Linked DNA regions of Sus scrofa: regions 2, 3 and 4 are each linked to region 1. A link is a contact called in public HiChIP or PLAC-seq and promoter capture Hi-C data. All regions are on one chromosome and are shown on one strand. Each heading gives the region's core, a stretch centred on a gene start, on an enhancer-like site or on the middle of the called end of the contact. The rest is flanking DNA. Distances are from core to core; before and after follow the strand shown.

Region 1 (2,700 bases), core at 6-2,505:
GGCATTATTTCATTCTTTTTTGTGGCTGAGTAATAGATGTTAATTCTATGATTATGTATCTTAATAAATCTTATATATGGAGGGCCAACTAGAATGAGGCTATGTCAGTGGTAGAGAGGCAGCACTTTTTTCTTTTTTTTTTTTTTTTTTGGTCTTTTTAGGGTCTCAACTGCAGCACATGGAGGTTCCCAGGCTAAGGGTCTCATCAGAAATACAGCCGCCAGCCTACACCACAGCAACAGTAACTCCAGATCTGAGCCAAGTCTGCGACGAAACAACCTCACAGTTCCTAGTTGGATTCGTTTCCACCCTGCCATGACAGGACCTCCGAGAAGCAGCAGTTGCCACCGGCCTGCACCACAGCCACAGCAACTCGGGATCTAAGCAGCATCTGCAACCTATACCACAGCTCACGGCATCGCCGGATCCTTAACCCACTGAGCGAGGCTAGGGATCAAACCTGCAACCTCATGGTTTCTAGTCAGATTCATTAACCACTGAGCCACGACAGGAACTCCAAGCAGCACTCTTATTAGCTGGGAGAGGGAATGTTTTGTTTGTGGCTTAGACAATGTTCATGTTTCGTGTTCATCACAGTGATGGAGCGGTCTAGTTTTGTCTTCATCCATCATAATCAATTGATGTTGATGTTTTGTGAAATTGTTTATGCTCAACAGGGAAACACTGAGACCTAGCTGTGTCAAAGTAGCTCCTGGATAACACGGCCTGCCTTCTTTTTCACACAGCAGTAATCATGAAACATCCCACCCTTGGCTAGAGGATCTAAGTGATTTTGACACAGAGGCAGCCTCAGTTTCCAGCCCAGGTGCAGAGCTTTAGATCATGACTGCATTCCAAATCTATCCTAATCTTGTAGTTTCCATGGAGACCCTGGTCTGCTTTGCAGTCCCAGCCAGATTTTGACTCGTGTACATGCAGCTGTGCTTCATTTAAATTCCCTTTGAACCCCACATCGTCATACAACTCTCTCCTTTGCTTGGTGACAGGTTCCTGGCTCTCTGCTTGTGTGCTATCTCCCTCACTACAATGAGTAAATAAACTTAATTTTGTCGAATTACAGATTTGTCTCTGGGGATCTGAGGTTGCTTGGGCTAGAACAAAAACTATACATATAAAAGCTACAGAAAAAATAACAGCAGGTGAAAAGGATAAGAAGTGCTGGGAAAGGGACAGTTTGCAATTTAAATAGGATGCTCAGGGAAGGTCTGTCAAGGTGATAGCTGAGTAAAGACGTAAAAAACGCGGGGGTTTTTTGAACGGCTTATTATCTGGGAAAAGAACATTCCACGAGGGGGAAACAGGGCGAAAGCCCCGAGGAGGAGCATACAGGGCGTGTTCCAATCATATCTGGTCAGTGACCCTACCCTGACAACACCTTTAATTCTGAAACCTACCCATACCCCATTGTTACTTCCTTGTATGCTTTTTCTTTTTTCCATAGAACTTTTCAATGTATCATTTCACGTTTATTTTTTAATTAAAAACAAAAAGTATAGTTGATTTACAATGTTGTGCCCATTCCGTGTTGATTATGTTTGTCTTTTGTTTTTCACGAGGGCGGGCATCTTCCCTCCTCTGGTTAGGCGATGTAGCCAAGCTTCTAGAAATGTGGCACACACTACAGGAGCTCGACAGGCTATACAGTCCGGAGGTCCTGGGCTGGGGAGAGAGCGCAGCCAAGGGAAGGAGGAAGAGGCCCAGTCGCCTGGTACCTTGGGGAGCCCCTACGAAGGGCCTGCAAAGGAACCACTGTCCAAGGCGCCTGGCGCCCGGCCCCTGGCCCCTGGCTCCGGATGCGCGTCGCGGCGCCTGCGCAGGCAGCGGCCCGGTCCGGGCGCTCGCTTTATTGGCTGCGGCGGGATCTTAGAAGAGGCTTTGCGCATGCGCGCTCCTGCCGCACGGGCCTGAGTGGTGGGTGTCGCTCTCCAGCTTCAGCCGTCTCTGCCGCAGCCCCATCTCTTCGTCCAGGGCGCTCCTTCGCAGAGCTGAGAATGTTCTCGGAACTCAGTAACCTTCTCAACACCAGTCCTGACAAGGTGGAGCAGGTAAAGGTCGTCAGGAAATGGGCGGGTCCCGGGAGCATGGCGGAAGACGGCGTACCCGGATGAAGCGCACTCTGACCTGTGGGAAATTACACGTTGGTCCGGAGGTGCGGGGGTGCCTGGGAATTGTAGTCCGCGGAGGGCCCACTGGGGGACTGGACAGGACTCTTGGGCTTGCGGAACGTGGGCATCTCGACCTTATTGCGCCTTCTCAAAGGCCGTGTGTGCCCTTGAGGTTCACAGGAAGCATATCCAACCTTTGGATTGGCTTAACTTCACAAACGTGTACCAGCGAGCTCTATGCATGTTCAATAAGGTGGGCGTCCTGGCGCCCAAAAGTGCTTGCCCGAGAGGAGAGGAGAGTTCCACCCTCTACCCTTCTCATGGGACCCGCTTCTTAACCGTCCTGAGCCTTCCTCTGGCCCGGGAGCGCTTGGCGGGTCGCACTGAACGCTGCTGCGCTTCTTCCTCCTTATGGTCTCTAATTGTGCTCTTTCAAGCAGCTCTCAGCCCACCTTTAGCACCACAGCTTCAACACCCTCTTTCCCGCGCTCTAGGCCATCTCTAAAATTTTTACATTTTAGTCCAAGTGTTACCTCTCCTAGGAACATATTTGGTTTATTTCACAACTATTGTT
Region 2 (2,700 bases), core at 114-2,613, 260 kb before region 1:
GAGAGTAAGTATCTTTTGGAGGTAAAGGGACAACCTACACAGAAAATGCAGCAAAGGATGTATTTCCTGCACCTAAAACAGCTACATAAATAAAAAGCGCTAAATAAATCCCAAATACTATATCAGGAAAAGAGTTCTCCTTCCAGAAACTCCAAGATTCCAAGATTTAAGTGTAAACTATAAAATGCAGTCAAGTCCCACTATGCCAGTGGGGTTACTGCCTTCAAAGAAACTGCAAGGGAAACGAACAAACAATGCTCTTTTCGCTTTGGCTAGTAAATTGCAACTAAAACCCACGTTTAGAATCTGCAACTGGCCACCTGCAGTCCACTTGCTACAGTGTATGACAAGCCCCTGTAGATGGAGGTTGGAAAGTGAACAATCTCTGCCCTGCAAAATCACAATTAAAGTGAGCAGTGTTGCTACACGTCGACTAGCTAGACAGCATGCTAACGCCATACTCCTGGCTCGAGGGTTCTGAGGACCCCTGGGACTTCAGTTCACTGCAAACAAAGGACCCAACATGCATTAGGTCTTCCCCTGCGAAATGGGGCAAGTCACCACCAGCAAACAAAGAACACTTCACCCCTTGGCCTCCCCCAGTAAAAAGGTCGGTGCAAAAGGAGGCAAACCAGGGGGGCCAGAATGCACCAGGCCACCTTTTGGACGAACGGTCCAGGCGGCACGGGGGCAGACAAAGGTCCCAGGGCACTCCGGGGGCTTCCTCCAGGCCCTACCTCGGGAAACAGAGCATCCCCTGAGGCGGAGGCGTTGTTGCGCCAATGAAGCGGCTTCTCCAGCGGCCCCCGCGGTGCCCCTGGCTACGAGGCCCGCCCCAGCGGACCGGTCTGGCCCCCGCCCCCGCCCCGGCTCCATGGCAACGGCAGGCCGAGGCCTGGCTGGCCAGGGCTCGGCCCGGCCGGCTTCCCGGGCAGGCCTAGGATGCCCGGCCTGCTTCACGGGCCAGCCCGCTTCTCCACCCCACTCTCCGCCAAGCCGGCGGTCGGACCCGAGCCCCTCCTCGCGCCGACCACCCCCGGCCGCGGCCGGCTCCTCAAGGGGGCACGAAAGGGGAGAATAAAAAGCCCAATTCACCTGTTGTTACAGATGTGAAACAAGCCTCGGTGCACCGCGCATGAGCCGCGGGCCCCCCCAAACCACGGCCGGACTACAACTCCCACCAGCCGCTGCGCGGCCGCTTCCGGGTCCCGTGGCGGAAGTCCCGCCAGCCGCGGGAGCTCCCGGTCCCGTGCCCCCAGCCCCGCCTCCCGCGCTCGACCCCGCGTCTCCGCGGGTCTGCAGCTGGTCCCCTGCTTGAGGCCCTCAGTGGCCGCCCAGGGCTCATGCCCCCGGGTAGCCAACCCGCGGCGAGACTCCGGCGCCGGGCCCAATGAGGGGTGGGCGAGGCGGGACTTCCGGCAGGGTAGTTAAGAGGATGAGCACGCGAGGAGCCCTGGGGGCGTCCAGGAAGCGAGCCTGGGCCGCCGCCCTTTTCGCTGTGGCTTAGCATCCCGAGTGTGATTGTGAGAGAGATTTAGGGTCCTCTGCACACCCGCCCCGCGCCTCCCGCTGCGGGTAAACACACAGGCCGGGTCAGGGTTGAGCCGGGAACAAAATCCAACTCTGGCTCCGGGCTTCTACCCGCTTCCCCGCCGCGGCTCGTTGCCACGCCTCTTCTCTTCTCCATCTTCCCTTTGATCTTCTGTTTCTTTAGGGAGATGAGGATTTCTGCCTCACAAGATTGTTAGGAAGATGAAGTTAACACGATCGCGCGTTGTGAACAGTACAACGCTAGGAAAAGAACAAGGGGGCACTTGTAAGTGGAGGGAGACCGCAGGTCAGAGAGCTGCTGGGCGTGTCTAAAGATCCCGTGCCCCCGCCTCCCTCTCGCCTGAGATGAGAAAGGGCATTGTCCTTGTTTTGTGCTGCATTCCTTCAAATGAGGCTCCAGTGTGAATGTCAAAAGGAGACATCTCAGTGGGGAGTAGCTCTGAAGCTGGGTCAGGATTTTACTGCTGGAAAGACTTAGAATATGCTTTCTAAAATGTGGCCGTATCCCATCGTTTTTGTCCAAACATTTAAATTTAACAAGTATTTATTATTTTATCTCAACGTGGGACAGAAGGGTGAGAGAGGTGAGCATGGAACATGCAAATAATTATTACCTGTTTTAATCAGGGCGTGGGGCTATGATGTGTGTGGGATGTTGCCTTCAGGGATATTGATGGATAGCAGTTGTGTGGCAGAAACGAAGACCCAGCTCCCAAGGGGTCTAGGGCCAGTAAAGAAGATGAAAACATCTGTAAAGCAGAAAGTTAGTTATAAATGCTGGAGAGGAAGTATAGTGTTGAAAAGGTACAGAAAGTCACGTGAGCAAAGGCATCCAGGTGGAACAAAAGGCAAATCCTAAGACTATTCAATAGTTCAATGTGACCAATGGGGTGGATATGTATATGTTTAGGAAAATAGAGCAGAAAAAGCAGGATGCTATGCTGGGATTTTGACTTTATTTTTAATCAATTGTTTTTTGTGAGACATTTTTACAGTTCAAGTAGGAGAGTAAATTTACTGTATTTTAGAGAAGTTATTCTGGAAGTGTGGGAGTAGAGTTGGCTGGAAAAATATTACCTTGGATACTAACCAAATGAAAGTAATGAAGGATTGAACTATGTTCAGTGGTGAAAGACAAGAAAGATAAGA
Region 3 (2,700 bases), core at 80-2,579, 380 kb before region 1:
TGTCACACGTTCTGAGGACTGACTCAGTAGGACTCCTTCTCTTTCCTCATTTTTCCAAACTAATAGCTAAAAAATCTGGAACCATCTGGGACAAATACTGTGGAACTTTTCAAATGACAAGCTTTGATTGGATTTTTAGAACATAAAACATGGGTTATGTTTTGAAAGTATAGAGGAGTTCTGGTTTAAGATCTGGAATGTGAGATACTCTGAAATTTTCTATCCTCTTGCCATGCAGGTTTTATAATTGCTAAGCCACCCACCGATTATTTCAGATTAAAATAAATATTTGGCACTGTGTTCTGAGGAAGATTTTGAGATGTATATTGTCTTAAATCCTCTGGTATAAAAAGTAAAACTACTTTTGGGATGGGAAAGTTAGAATATTATGCAAGTTTAAACTGAGTCCTTGCTGTGACTTCTGAAATTTAGGGAGCATTTCCTACTGGGGGCACAAGGGTTTGTGCCTCTACCAGGAATTCCTACTATGGGTTCTGGAGAGAAGGTACATTTTAGAGGGAAGAGTTTGTACTTACCTTTTAAGCAACAGATAAATATGAAAATACTTACCATTAAAGTAAAATACGAAAAGTGCCATAGGAGAGCACACCGTCAAATAAAGCAGAGCTCTTTCCCTTTGGGGGTTTTTTGGTGCCTTTCTTTTTCTGCCCAAGGAGGTTTTCACAACCGGTAGTGCTAACTTTTAAAAGTCATACTTGGAGTTCCCATCATGCTGCAGTGGAAACGAATTCTACTAGGAACCATGAGGTTGTGGGTTCAATCCCTGGCCTTGGTCAGTGGGTTAAGGATCTGGTGTTGCCGTGAGCTGTGGTGTAGGTCACAGACGCGGCTCGGATCCTTCGTTGCTGTGGCTGTGGCGTAGGCTGGCAGCTACAGCTCTGATTGGACCCCTAGCCTGGGAACCTCCATATGCCACAAGTGCGGCCCCAAAGAGGCGGGAAAAAAAAAAAAGTTGTATTTGACATCCTGTCACTTCTAACTAACTAGTCTTCACAGCTTGTCTAGGTGATGGGGGTAGAAAAGCCTGAGTGGGACCCTGTGTCTATAGTCAGAAACACAAACACTTCATTATTGATGTTGATTCATTCCATTTTAATTTCCATTTTTGTCATGTTTTATTTTTGAAATTTGTTGTTTTCTTTTTGAATTTATGGAATTGTTGATACTTTCTACTAACAGCCATATAAAATTTGGTGTATATTGTTAGCTATTTCACTTGGATGTTTCATTTTGAAGGAAGTAAATGTAATGTTGCTCATAGAGCTTCATCTGAAGTAGCCAGTCCTGTGATGAAATACTGTATTGTCCCAATGGTCATGCCCAGTGGCCCAGGATCTTACTGATGAGGCAGCCAGACCTGTCAGGGTTGCTCTGTTGAAATGTGTTGTTTCTTATATGCAATCTCTTTTTTTCTTTTTTTTCTTTTTGGCCCAATATTGAAGATGTCAAACTTTGTTTTTAAATAATATTTTAAAAAACTTTTATTTACACACCTAAGTTCGTATTTTTTATGACTTTAGACTTCAATGGTTTTGTATATTGGGACATTTTAATGTGATCATTGTATTAAATAAATTACACTAATAAACATCTTACACTAACACGTATGGACTGGACTTTGGTTGGGCTCTTAATTACTGAAGTATAATGTGAGCAAAACATGAGTTTTGAAAATAAAGACCCTTGAGGCATGAGCTCTCGGTCTAATGAAGCTTCTAATCCAATCTATGATAATTGCCTAATTATATGGGCTTTTTCCTCCCTTTTGCCAGGCACCTTCACTTATGTTGTCATTTTGGATTATCAGAGTGAACTCCCTTTTATCCGGAATCTGTTTTTAAGAGTTAAGAAGCCCAAAGAACTATTTGATATTTTATAGCATCTGGTGAGAAAGATTTTTGGCAGAGTGGCAATAAGAAGTTATCCCAAAAGACAGTTTCCATGGCATATCAATTACCATTAGGTACTTTTTTCTTTTTAGGGCCACACCTGTGGCATGTGGAGGTTCCCAGACTAGGGGTTAAATCAGAGCTGCAGCTGCAGGCCTACGCCACAGCTACAGCAACGCAGGATCCAAGGTGCATCTGTGACCTATGCTGCAGCTCATGGCAATGCTGGATCTTTAACCCACCGAGTGAGATCAGGGATTGAAACCACATCCTCACAGACACTATGTCAGGTTCTTAACCCACTGAGCCACAGTGGGAACTCTTAGACACTTTCTAATACTCCACTTATGTTTTGTTTAACGCAGTTGAAATTCAGTCTTCCTGAAATGCCTTCTGAATTAATAAATAAAACACGGTCCATTCAATAACATTTTAATTTTGTAACTTCATTATTTGATAATCCAGTATGTTGTATCTGGGATACATTCAATGTAATATCCAATCCCCTAGCCATTCTGGGTTAGTGTTTCTTTACAGATTTGCAAATGTAATATGTTAACTAAATTAAGATGGTGAAAATATTGAATACCTAAGGTAATTTTTATAGCATAAAGAATTTTTTTTTAGCTTGGCAGACACTTCTTTTTATTAAGAAAGTTCAATTTAGGAGTTCCTTGGTGGTTCAGCAGGTCAAGACCTGGCATTATCACTGTTATGGCTTGGGTTGCTGCTGTGGGTTTGATCCCTGGCCTGGGAACTTCTGCAAGTCACAGGTATGGCCACAAAATAG
Region 4 (2,700 bases), core at 83-2,582, 460 kb before region 1:
TAAATATCTTCCACAAGCTCACACAATTTTTTTTTTTGTCTTTTGTCCTTTTTTTAGGGCCACGCATGCGGCATATGGAGGTTCCCAGGCTAGGGGTGGAATCGGAGCTGCAGCTGCCAGCCTACGCCACAGCCACAGCAACCCAGGATATGGGCCGCATCTGTGACCTACACCACAGCTCACAGCAATGCCAGATCCTTGACCCACTGAGCGAGGCCAGGGATTGAACCCGCAACCCCACAGTTCCTAGTTGGATTTGTTACTGCTGCGCCACCGAGGGAACTCCTCATTTTTATAAACAAGGCAACTAAAGCTTAACTTCCCTAATGTTACATAGCTAGAAAGTGGTAGGGCTTTCAACCAAGTCCAATGTTCTTTCTGGTAACCAACTGGCTCTGGAGGTTGAATGTATGGCCCCAGTGCCTGACTCCCTGAGTTAAACCCCACTCTGCCAATTACTGGCTTGCCAACATTAGGTAAGTAACTTAGCTTCGGTGTTTGTTTTCTCATCTGTAAAATGAGAACCAACTGTATAGGATTACCTACCATATAGGATTGTTGTGATGATTAAATGAGTTATTAGGTGTCACATACTTACAAGAGTGCCTGGAATATAGTGAACATTCAATAGATGTTAACTAAAATGACTTTAAAGTTCTGCACCAGCATTACTCAGCAGAAATACAATGTGAACCAAACAGTAATTCTACTTTCTCTAGTGGTCACATTTTAAAAAGTTAAAAAAAAAAAAGAGCTTATTTTAAAAATATTTTATTTAACCAAAGACACCACAAACCGCAATCAGTTTTGTTTTTTTGACTTTTGTCATTTTAGAGCCGCACTCAAGGCATATGGAGGTTCCCAGGCTAGGGGTCCAATCCGAGCTGTTGCTGCCGGTCTACACCAGAGCCACAGCAACGCCAGATCAGAGCCGAGTCTGCGACCTACACCACAGCTCACGGCAATGCCGGATCCTTAACCCACTGAACGAGGACAGGGACCGAACCTAAACCTCATGGTTCGTAGTCGGATTCATTTCCGCTGCGCCGAGACGGGAATTCCTGCAATCAATTTTGTAATGATTCCTGTAATCAATATAAAATTATGAATGAGCTATTTTATATATATTTTTTAAGTCTGGGAAATCCGGTGTGTATTCTACACTTATAGCACATCTCAACTTGGACCAGCCACGTCACTTGTGGCTGGTGGCAGAACAGCAGCGAGGACGCCACCCCAGCAGCGTCCTCATCACCCGACTGCTGCTTTCTACCCGCTACCAGCTGGCCCCCGCCCCTGGTCCCGCCCCGCGCCCCTCCCAGGTTACGTCATAGAGCCCACAGGCCCCGCCGGCGGGGAGACCCGGCCCTGCCGCGTGTGCGCGGCAACTCGCATCTTCCCCGCTCCAGGCACCCGAGTTCTGAAAGGAAGCGACGACCACCCCAGAGCAGCGGGAGAGGTCGGTGTCTCTTCCGCCTACTCTGGCGTCCGCGGGCGGGCGAGCCGACGGGAAGCGGGCGTCCAAAGCCCCCATGCGTACCTCGCCCCCAACGGTCCTCCGCTCGGAGGCTACCCCAGCAGGGTCGAGGAGGTGGGGCCTGCGCCCACTGGTCCGCCTCAGCCCTCCGCCCGCCTCCTAGCCCCGCTTATTGGCCTGAACCACAGCGCCCGCGGGATAGGCGGTGGCGGCGCCCCTCCCTCGCGCCCGCCCTCAAGAGGGCGACGAGGAAGCGGCCGCCTCCCTGCGTCCCGCCCCTCGGTCTTGCTTGCTGGCTTCCAGCTCCTCCCGGCTCCTCCCGGCCCTCTCCCGGCTCCCTCCGGCTCCGGCTCCGGTGCGGCTGCGGCGGCGGGTAGGTGCAGAGGCAGGCGGGGCCGTATCCGAGGGGTGGCCTCCCCACTGTCTCTATTGCTGCCCGAGTCTCACCTCGCGGCTGCCGGGGACCCCAAGACTCGCCGGAGGCGGGCAAGGGCGGTGGCCGCCGGCCTGCGGGACGCGGGGGCGGGCGGGGGGCCTGCGGGCGTTATTTTCCGAGTTCAAGGCGAGATCCGGGGGCTGGTGGGCGAGCTGAGAGCTTCGGCTCCAGGGGTATGGAGCAGTGGGTGCTGAGCAGCATACCTCTAGCGCGAGACGGGGCAGAGCCCGGGTAGCGCGGATCGGTTGCAGCCTGGGGCCCTGGGTGGGGCTCGGGAACGTAGGGGAACTCAAAGGTCATCTTGTGAGGCTTTTAGGGGTCAGTTGAGGTGGGGCAGAGGCAAGTCTTAGAGAGGGTGCCCGGTCAGAGGTATCGGAAGGGCGGAGAGGTGATCGAGAGAACCGGGCCTCAGGCAGGACTCTCCCTCCTTGTGCGCGCGGCCCAGGCACTGTTTGGAGACTAAGCATGTGTCTGGCTGCGGGAGTGCGCAGGAGTCGCAGTAAGGGTGGAGATGTGAGGATAGGACAGGGACCTGAAGGGGCGGTTAGAAAGGTTATCCGGAACTGAGATTGGTCTAGTACATGGACTAGGTTCTCCGCCGGTGTGTTGCTTGAGCTCTTTGGTGAAATTGGCCTGTGGAGGCGGGGAATGTGAGGGTTTTGCTTCTATCCAGGAACGGATAAACTAAATGCATTTGGTGCTTTGGGCAGGAGAGAGTGGTTACACTTAGGTTTGTGTTTTAGGACCCAGACTCAGGGTGAAACATGCTTCTCGGGAAGGTTAGTGT

Evidence for each region. Promoter capture Hi-C pulls out the DNA fragments that hold promoters and counts their contacts. HiChIP or PLAC-seq counts read pairs in DNA pulled down with a chosen protein or histone mark.
Region 2: a promoter capture Hi-C map of liver shows a contact between it and region 1, with 6 times the contacts expected there. The contact joins the promoter of DHX30 here to the promoter of ELP6 in region 1. A contact is called at or near these places in 3 of 5 promoter capture datasets (fetal liver, fetal skeletal muscle and liver), 16 of 47 Hi-C or Micro-C datasets (alveolar macrophages, embryonic fibroblasts, fetal heart ventricle and 9 more) and 2 of 2 datasets of contacts at active chromatin or transcription factors (alveolar macrophages and skeletal muscle).
Region 3: a contact with region 1 is called in an H3K27ac HiChIP or PLAC-seq map of alveolar macrophages. The contact joins the enhancer-like site here to the promoter of ELP6 in region 1. A contact is called at or near these places in 10 of 47 Hi-C or Micro-C datasets (embryonic fibroblasts, fetal heart ventricle, heart right ventricle and 5 more) and 2 of 2 datasets of contacts at active chromatin or transcription factors (alveolar macrophages and skeletal muscle).
Region 4: a contact with region 1 is called in an H3K27ac HiChIP or PLAC-seq map of alveolar macrophages. The contact joins the promoter of MAP4 here to the promoter of ELP6 in region 1. A contact is called at or near these places in 2 of 2 datasets of contacts at active chromatin or transcription factors (alveolar macrophages and skeletal muscle).

What each region holds. Positions count from the first base shown.
Region 1 is chr13:30,340,507-30,343,206 of Sscrofa11.1, reverse strand. ELP6 (elongator complex protein 6) reads left to right here and starts at 1,255. Exons shown (of 7, transcript XM_003358419.4): 1 at 1,255-2,066. The coding sequence starts at 1,815.
Region 2 is chr13:30,600,671-30,603,370 of Sscrofa11.1, reverse strand. It overlaps DHX30 (putative ATP-dependent RNA helicase DHX30), which reads right to left and starts at 1,363. Exons shown (of 22, transcript XM_003132174.5): 1 at 1,096-1,363.
Region 3 is chr13:30,724,465-30,727,164 of Sscrofa11.1, reverse strand. The region is part of intron 3 of MAP4 (microtubule-associated protein 4); the gene reads left to right. Among named protein-coding and RNA genes, the nearest start is that of MAP4, 79 kb to the left of the region's middle. Within about 2 kb of position 1,329, at least 3 of the 83 cell types and tissues checked have an H3K27ac peak or open chromatin away from gene starts, as enhancers often do. A contact at or near this core is called in alveolar macrophages, where this site is marked.
Region 4 is chr13:30,803,815-30,806,514 of Sscrofa11.1, reverse strand. It overlaps MAP4 (microtubule-associated protein 4), which reads left to right and starts at 1,332. Exons shown (of 19, transcript XM_021070579.1): 1 at 1,332-1,459.